Regions from separate parts of the Sus scrofa genome. Here region 2 is linked to region 1. A link is a contact called in public targeted proximity ligation data. All regions are on one chromosome and are shown on one strand. The core of a region is the stretch at or near the end of the contact, and the rest is flanking DNA. Distances in the headings are between cores, read along the strand shown. Region 1 has its middle 66 kb from the start of MTDH. Region 2 overlaps CPQ (carboxypeptidase Q).

Region 1 (4,809 bases), core at 1,359-3,858:
ATATCTAGATGGCTTTCCTTGGGTTCCCACGATGGCCTTCACATGCCTCCGATATGGCATGGATAGTGATGAAGATGACGGTGATGGGGATGGACCAGAATTGTCATCTCTGGAACAAAGACAACAGCAACCATGATTTATTCCAGAAAGGATGATAGCCTACAATCCACTCAGTGAAAGTGCTGAATGAAAGGAAAACATCAATATATGAATGAAAGAATTAGAGGAATTGGATCCCTTATAACAATGCCCTTTATTGCTTTTTGGCTGAGTTGATGTCTCTAATGTCCCACCAGCCTGTCTAGGAGTGGAAAAGGCTCAGTAAATACTATCGATATATGGCCAGAGCTGTTAATTTTGAGCAGTAATGAGTTTTGGTTTTCCTGTTATCACCTCCTGTCTTTTCAGGGTCACTGGCTCCTGAGCATATTAGTGGGCTGGGGTTTCATCTTTTTTTTTTTTTTTTTTTTTTTTTTGTCTTTTTGCCTTTTTATCTAGGGCCGCTTCTTGCAGCATATGGAGGTTCCCAGGCTAGGGGTCGAATTGGAGCTGTAGCCGCCAGCCTACACCAGAGCCACGGCAACTCGGGATCTGAGCTGCGTCTGCGACGTACACCACAGCTCACGGCAACGCCAGATCCTTAACCCACTGAGCAAGGCCAGGGATCTAACCTGCAATGTCATGTTTCCTAGTCGGATTCGTTAACCACTGAGCCACAACGGAAACTCCTGGAGTTTCATCTTAAACAAAGCTTTCAGGGCTGCTGTGATGCACTGTCTTCAAAACCAAAGGCAACTAGATTGAATGTAGCAGTGACCATGACATTTCTGCTTTTAGTTTCTGGTAAGTCTCTGGATTAAGCTTCTATTTGGCTAAACATAATAATGCCATTTGAGCATGTCTGGACCTTAGGATTCAATCCTAACTGATTTATTCAACAAACATTTTTGGGATACGTCCCATGGGCCAGGGGCTTTTAAGACATTGAACATATTTTAGTGAACAAAATCCCTCCATGTTTGTTTTTTATGTCTTTGCAGGGATCTCTATTTATTTTTACTATTTATTTATTTATTTGTTTATTTGTTTGTGTTGCTGTGGTTCTGGGTGTAGGTTGCAGATGCAGTTCGGACCCTGCATTGCTGTGGCTCTGGCGTAGGCCGGCGGCTACAGCTCCGATTTGACTCCTAGCCTGGGAACCTCCATATGCCGCTGGAGCGGCCCAAGAAATGGCAAAAAGACAAAAAGACAAAAAAAAAAAAAAAAAGACAAAAAAAAAGAGCACCGAAGGATGTCCGGAAGCCTGGATCCAGCTGAAGGACAAAAGCTATGTGACCTTAGGCATGCAACTCAATCTTCTTGGGTCTTATTTTATCTTTAAAATGAAAAAGTTTGTTAAGATGATCCCTTTGTACTATTTTCAAATCCTGTGATTCTGGTTTGTGGTCCCACCCTGTAACTCCAGGCCCTTGAAGAATGGCTTCCTAGTTGCCCTAAGAAGGTTAGCAGCATCCTCAGCTTTTCCTGAAGCTGCGGTTGTTTGGGCAGAGAAGAAGATGGTGCTTTGTTTAACCCATTCATTCATTCATTTTCCATCACCAATAAATGGAGCATGATGCCTTCATGACAAAGAGAGATTTTCCATTAATGTATGTTCTACGGTTTTTTTTTTTAATGGCAGTACCCGTGGCATATGGAAGTTCCCATGCCAGGAACTGAATCCAAGCGGCAGCTGTGACCTATACCGCAGCTGCAGCAAAGCCAGATCCTTTAACCCTGTGAGTTGGGCTAGAGATTGAACAGCACCTCTGCAGCCCCTGCAGTCGGATTCTTTTTTTTTTTTTTTTTTTTTTTTGTCTTTTTAGGGCTACACCTGTGGCATATGGAGGTTCCCAGGCTAAGGGTCGAACAGGAGCTGTAGCCATTGGCCTACACCACAGCCACAGCAATGCAGGATCCGAGCATGGTCTTCGACCTACGCCACAGCTCACGGCAACACCAGATCCTTAACCCACTGAGCAAGGCTAGGAATTGAACCCGAGTCCTCGTGGCTACTAGTCTCATTCATTACCACTGAGCCATGACAGGAACTCCTATTTGCATCTTTGTGTGGTCTCAGTAATGTATCGTGGTTGGTTTGTGTGACCAAAGAACATACCAGAAGTGATGGGGTGTAGCTTCTCAGGTGAGGTCATGAGAGAAAGTGCTCCTTCGCCTTAATTCTCTTTCGGTTCACTTGCTCTGGGGGAAGCCAGCTGCCATGTCATAAAGACATCAAGCAGCCCTATGGGAAGGTCCACATGGGGAGGAACTGGAGTCCCCTTGCCAACAGTTAGCATCACTTGTCAGCCGTGTGAGTGAACCATCTTGGTAGTGGATCCTCTGGCCCCAGTCAGACCTTCAGATGATGCAGCCCTGGATAAGATCGTGATGACAGCTGAGGGAGATCCTGAGTCAGGACCACCAGCTAAGCTCTCCTTGAACTCCCTGACCCACAGAAAACTGTGAGATAATATATACATTTATCATTGTTTTAAGCTGATACGCTTTGGAGTCATTTGTTATAAAGGAACAGATGACTAAAGTATTTCTAAACCACATTTAATTAGTCACTGAATTCTTGTTGCTATTGCTCTCTAAATATTTCTTAAGTATAACTCATCCTCTTCATGTCCACTATTAGTGTTCTAATTTTAGGGCTTTATCATCTCTTTCCTAGATGCAGTATTTCCCAATAGATTTCCTTGCCTGTAGGTAATCTCCTTCCTACTCTAATTCATCTTCCATACTGCCATCAATTATATTATATTATATTATATTATATTATATTACATTTTTTATAGCTAATTGCAATTATTTTATTAGACATAAAATAAGGGGGAAGTAATATATGTGCAAGATAGAAATTCAAACAATATAGACAGGAATTATTTAAAAAAATAAACCCATACCTCCACCAAGTCTTTTGCTCCAAAGTAAACACTGTTAAGAATTAAAATGTCAATATGTAAAATACCTTCCATTAAAGTCATGAATACATACATTTGCATACCAAATCTATATTTGAATTAGAGAAAAGATGTCACAACACACTTTTCTGCACCTTTTCTTAGTTTTCAATTATTTATTTATTTTTTTTGGTCTTGTTTTGCCATTTCTAGGGCTGCTTCCGCAGCACATGGAGGTTCCCAGGCTAGGGATCTAATCAGAGCTGTTGCCGCCAGTCTACGCCAGAGCCACAGCCACAGCCACGCGGGATCCAAGCCGTGTCTGCAACCTACACCACAGCTCATGGCAACGCCGGATCCTTAACCCACTGAGCGAGGCCAGGGATTGAACCTGCAAGCTCATGGTTCCTAGTCAGATTCATTAACCACTGAGCTCCCTCAATTATGTTTTAAAAATATAAATCTGATCTTATTATTCTCCTGCTATATCAGTCAGGATAGCCTGAAGTTTCCTTTTTCTTTTTTGGCCACACCCTTGGCATATGGAAATTTCTGGGCCAGGGATGGAATCCGAGCCAGAGCTGTGACCTACCCCACAGCTGCAGCAATGCCAAATCCTTTAATCTGCTGGGCTGGGCCTGGGATGAACACAAGCCGGATCCTTGACCCACTGAATCACAGCAGGAACGCCTAGCCCGAAGGTTTGCTGCAGTGATAAACAACCTCCAAATCAAAGTGGCTGAGACAACAAAGTTTTTACTCCTGCTTCAAGTCCACGGCTGTTCATTATAATCACTCAGGAACTGAGGCTGACAGAAAAGCCAGTATCTTAAGATTGTTTGTCACTGGCTGGTGAGATGTGCACTGGCCCTTCAGAGTGATGTTTAAACATCGTGCAGAAGGGACCCCTATCAGTTCTATCCCGACTTCACTGACCAAAATAAGTCATATGATCATGTCTAACTTCATATGGGCAGGGAAATTCTATCCATTGTGTACCTGCTTAAAACGTTGACTGGTTCCATTTTTTTTTTTTTTTTTTTTTTTTTTTTAGGGCCATGCCCGAGGCATATGGAGGATCCCAGGCTAGGGATCAAATTGTAGCTACAGCTGCCAGCCTAAGCTACAGCCACAGCTCACTCCAACACCAGATCCTTAACCCACTGAGTGAGGCCAGGGGTCAAACCTGCGTCCTCATGGATACTAGTCAGATTCCTTTCCACTGAGCCAAGATGGGAACTCCCCATATTACTTTTAGACTAAAATCCAAATCCCTTTGCAGAGTATGTAGGGTTTTTTTGTTTCTGTTTTTTTTTTTTTTTCTTTTTAGGGCTACACCTGCGATATATGGAAATTCCCAGGCTAGGGGTCTAATTGGAGATACGGCTGCTGCCACAGCCACAGCCATAGCAATACAAGACCAAACCACATCAGTGACCTACACCACAGCTCACGGCAATGCCGGATCCTCAGCCCACTGATTGAGGCCAGGGATCTAACCCATATCCTCATGGATCCCAGTCAGGCTCATTACTGCTGAGCCATGACAGGAACTCCTGCAAGGATCCTCCTGTGATTTGGGGTCATTCTACATTTTTTTTGGCTGTACCCACAACATGTGGAAGTTCTCAGGCCAGGGATCAAACCCAAGCCACAGCAGTGACAATGCTGGATCCTTAACCCACTGAACCACCAAGAAACTCCTATGTCTACATTTTCAATGTCACCTCCTACCACTTTCTACTTTTCACCCAATGCTCTGCTCCAATTACACAGATTACTCTCATTTCTAGAATGTTCCATGTACTTTCTTGCCTCTGTGACTTTGTATATATTGTTAAATTTTCCTGGCAGGCAACTG
Region 2 (4,809 bases), core at 1,725-4,224, 510 kb after region 1:
ATCTCCTTACCCAATGAAGATCTAAGGCGTTCCAATTGCTAGCCATCCGCTGGGCTGAAAGAAATACACGTCCCTCTTTGCTCTGTGACTCTCTACGTGTTTGATTCCTTGATCTAGGGCTCATGTGAAGCTGAGGGATCTTAAGGAAGGAAGATAACACTGTATTTTCCCTGTTCGCTTCTGTTGTCTTGGAAACCCCTATAGTTTCTGAATACGTTTCAGAAAACCTATATCTCCCTCTTGATCTCGTAGCAGTGAAGTTGGGGAAGACTAAGCTTCCCCGCTCTTGGTTTCTGACTGCTCCAGCTGGGGGTGTTTCTTGATAGATACCTCCTGACCCGAACACGGCTCGCCTTGAGTTCCCGGCACACAGAAAAGACTGTTTTCAAAGAGTACCAATTTGTAGAGAAACTTCTGCCTCTGAGACACAGACCTAAGTGAATTCTCTACCCATATTTTTCAGTGGATGCTTTCAGTTGGGAGCAAGCACGAGTTACTGTATCTGTATAATTCAATTCAAGTGCTTATACACACACTCCTGAAAATAAGAGAATAGAGTGAAAGGCCATTTCAACCCAAACTCAACAGTGTAAAGACAGACGTAGGAGAAATTAAGCATGATTCTGAGAAATAGTGAGCACTGGTGAGAAACCATGCTGAAGAAAACTGGAGGACCATCCAATTGGATTTCTGAAATGAAGGCAAAGAGGGGGCTGCCCCCCAATTCTCTAGGCCCAGAACTGAGAAACTGGCATCTGGGGAAATGTACAAGAAGGTCTAGGGAGATGCACTTTTTTTTTTTTTTTTTTTTTTTTTTTGGTCTTTTTAGGGCCAGACCAACGGTTAATGGAGGTTCCCAGGCTAAGGATCAAATCGGAGCTGCAGCTGCCAGCCTACACCAGAGCCACAGTAACTCAGGATCCAAGCCGCGTCTGTGACCTATACCACAGCTCACAGCAACAGCAGATCCTTAACCCACAGAGCGAGGCCAGGGTTTGAACCTGCGTCCTCATGGATGCTAGTCAGATTTGTTTCTGCTGAGCCACGACAGGAACTCCGAGAGTGTTTACTCCCATAGGATATGTCCGAAGGATCCCAGGTTGCTGTGGCTGTGCGGTAGGCTGGCGGCTACAGCTCCGATTCCACCCCTAGCCTGGGAACCTCCACATGCCACAGGAGCGGCCCAAGAAAATGGCAAAAAAAAAAAAAAAAGGAAAGTCATGCCCTAAAATGAGGCTGGAAGTGGGTGGTGTGTATCTTCTCATTGGGAATGAAGTACAAGAAAAATACAGGTTGTGAAAGAATTCCTAACTCCTTAAAAGCGACCTGGATTGAAGAGTTCGGGCTGTGTTTGTTTTCAACCTTAGCAGAAAGCCTGAAGGCCCCGGACTCCTCAAATTAAAATCAGACCCCAAAGCAAGCAAATTGTTCCTTCTGATTTGCCGCCCATGGATTTGGAGTATAATTTCCCTTCACTGCGGTCTGAACTTCAGAAGCCCATCTTGCGAGCAGCTTTCAGGCCACGGACAAAGCGAAGAGACGTCCGCTTTGCAGCAGGAGAGCCTGGCGGTGCTTCAGAGCACAGCCCGGGTGGGTACAGTCCAAACCCCGGGCTGTTTGCTTTTTGCTGGGAGCTGGAGCGCACAGAGGTAAACTACTGACCCCTGTTAGCCTGTTCGGAATACCAGAGTCAGGAGAACCTGATGAAGAGGCCTGTAGCCGGCAAAAAGATAAACAGCCAATAAACATGCATCAGCCACAAATCACAAAGCTCTGTATCTGCTGCTACACACAGGCTGGCACCCTTCTTTCCTCCTCTCACGAGGTCCTCTCTTACACCAAGGCCTACATCTTGGCTTATTCTTAATTCCAAAGAGGCAGATGCTAGACAGCTCATACAAAAGGAACGTGAACCCCTGAATTTTGCATTTCCTGACAGCTGATTTATGCTCCCATGCCACAGTTAACTTCGTTTAATTTAACTGCTGTGGTTTACGTTCTTTTCAAAAGCACAAAAGAGGAAGGTTATTCGTGCCTAAATGCCCCAGGGTTGGGAACTGAAAGAGCCCTCTTCCGCTCACACCCTGTCTGATGATATTAGAAAATGCTTCCTGAGAGGATGAGGTGGGTCCGGTCCACCCACAAAATGAACTGAGTAGTGAGTTGGTTGTAAAACACTAGGATGAAATTGAGCTGTTCAGGACTCGCTGATCCGGCCCTGCATATTTTCAGGGCTTGTATCAGTTTTAAGGTTGATGCAGTTGCAGTGCGGATAACCACCTCCTGGTATGAAGTGTATTATGGGATAAAGCACAGGAGGTTGGAGGAATAAACCACAATTCATCACCAGAACTGCAAACTTCATTGCACTGAGAAACAGAGTTAGAAGGGAGCAGATGATTGTGGAGCTGGGTTTATTTGAAGGAAAGGAGGAACCTGGGATCTAGGCAGGCAAGAGAGGATGCTGGTGGAAACATCTTAGCTAGGTTGGTTTCTGGAGTATTAAACGCCTCTCTGATGTGTTTCTAGGTTGGGGTAAGTGGAGCCATGCTCTGGTTCCCAAGAAAGAGGTCTGGGTCCCCTGACTTTCCCTCCGAGGGGACAGCATGAAGTTTCAACACTTCTCTAGCACCAGGGCTTTCCTAGGTGCTCATCACCACTGTGCCCTAGGGCCAGCTCTACCTCCTGACATGCCCTGGGGACACCATTCTCTGGACCTCCTCCAACACAACTCCTTGGGAGCACAATGATGGGAATGGAGCCCCAGAGCACCGAGGTCAGCAGCCTGCCTTCCTCTCCTTGAAAAAGCCTTGGAAACCAGTCTCAGGCCAGTGTGACCCAGATTTGCCTTTAATGTGTTTCGTTTCCCACAAACCCTTCCATGTTAGGAAACCAGCTGAGCCAGCACGGCATCACCAAGCTTCTCCTGGGAGACCCTGGCTGGGTGCTGGCATCATGGGGAACAAGAGAAGGGGAAGCAACTTTGTCCATCTTCCCCTCCCCCAAACGGTCAGGAAGTCAAGCCAGACCCACTCAGCCTGGCTTCATTTAGGGAAGCAGAATGACTCACAAGGAACTCTAAGAAGTAACCCAGGACACTGCCCCTTGCCCTCGAGGCAGTGTGTAAATGGAGTCACGGGAACGTGTGTCATATTTAAAGTGTCAAGGAAAGAGTCCACAGTCTTACACAGAACACTGTTCCCAAAGTTTTACAGCTTTTACTGCTACATAAATTGCTCATGTTGTAGCTTATGCCCCTTTGGTCTCTTACTGTTCTAGCCTAGATAATTTTTTAGGTAAGAAATGTGGCATATTAATAAAAAAGAATTTATTTATGGAAATAAAGATTGACTTTTTTTTTGTCTTTTGTCTTTTTGGGGCTGCACCCATAGCATACGGAGGCTCTCAGCCTAGGTAGGGGTCGATTCAGAGCTGTAGTTGCCAGCCTACACCACAACCGCAGCAAGGCCATATCCGAGCCACGTGTGCAAACTACACCACAGCTCACAGCAACGCCGGATCCTTAGCCCACTGAGCGATGCCAGGGATTGAACCTGCATCCTCATGGATGCTACTCAGATTCTCTTCCGTTGAGCCGTGACAGGAACTCCAAGATTGACTTTCAAATCCTCCTAGGAATCTGTATTTTTACTTTCCAGTGAGGTAAGCCCAGTACCCAATACATAGTATTATATTGCAGGTATACGTACATAGTAGGCATTCCTTAAATTTTTTTTGAATAAATGGATTGTCCAAATGTTTTATAAACTAGAGGGGAAGGAAAGGTTTTTTTTTTCCCCCTAAAGTGGTAGAAATAGGAAGAATCGTTTGAAGCTACAAAGAGACAGACTTGGATCTGAACCGTTCAGAGCTGCTGAAAGATGGATCGGGGAATGAGTTCCGTGTCACTGGGGGAATTCAAGTGGGACAATCAGAGTGATGTCTGAGATACATAGGAATTGGAAGGGTAATTGGGCTGGGTCATCTTCAGAGTACATTGATCCGGAATACAAGGCTATTTGCAACTGTCTTTAAGAGGTATAATCAAAGTTTTCTGAGTTTTCAGAGAAGGGAGCCAACACATCCAGGTAGAGTGGTGGTTCTCCATCTTGGCTGCACATGTAACCATCTGAGCTTTTAAAAATATCAAGGCCTGGAGTTCCCATCATGGCTTAGTGGTTAACAAATCCGACTAGGAACCATGAGGTTTCAGGTTCGATCCCTGGCCTCACTCAGTGGTTAAGGATCTGGTGTTGCCGTGAGCTGTGGTGTAGGTTGCAGATGCGGCTTGGATCCCGTGCTGCTGTGGCTGTGGTGTAGGCCCGCGGCTACAGCTCTAATTGGACCCCTAGCCTGGGAACCTCCATGTGCTGCAGGTGCTGCCCGACAAAAAGACAAAATAAAGAAATAAAAATTAAAAAAAATTAAAAATATCAAGGCCTGAATCCTACCTCTAGAGGTTCTGACTTAAATAATCAGGGGCAGAGTGGTCTGGGGGAAAAATATTTTGAACAGCTCCCCAAATGTATTCAAATATAATAATTGAATTGGAAGAAACTGAAGAAGATTCATTAAAGAAGGAGAAATTACATCTGGGCCTTAAAGGTTGGACAAGATTTGAATAAATGGAGAGAAAGAGAGAGGTATTTCCGGTATAACTTGGTATGTGTTTAATAAACACATGCTATAGAGCATCCATAAATGAATGCCAAAATACAGCTAATTTACTAATTTTTGTTAGCATTCATGGGCATTTGTTCTTAGATATAAACTCCAAATGGCTTTCTTTCATGTATTCAATGAGTATTT

The links.
Region 2: a targeted proximity ligation map of alveolar macrophages shows a contact between it and region 1, with 13 times the contacts expected there. A contact is called at or near these places in 1 of 47 Hi-C or Micro-C datasets (subcutaneous adipose tissue) and 1 of 2 datasets of targeted methods (alveolar macrophages).

The regions. Positions count from the first base shown.
Region 1 is chr4:39,176,438-39,181,246 of Sscrofa11.1, forward strand. No RefSeq gene overlaps it. Among named protein-coding and RNA genes, the nearest start is that of MTDH, 66 kb to the left of the region's middle.
Region 2 is chr4:39,682,482-39,687,290 of Sscrofa11.1, forward strand. All of the region lies in intron 3 of CPQ (carboxypeptidase Q), which reads right to left. Among named protein-coding and RNA genes, the nearest start is that of CPQ, 170 kb to the right of the region's middle.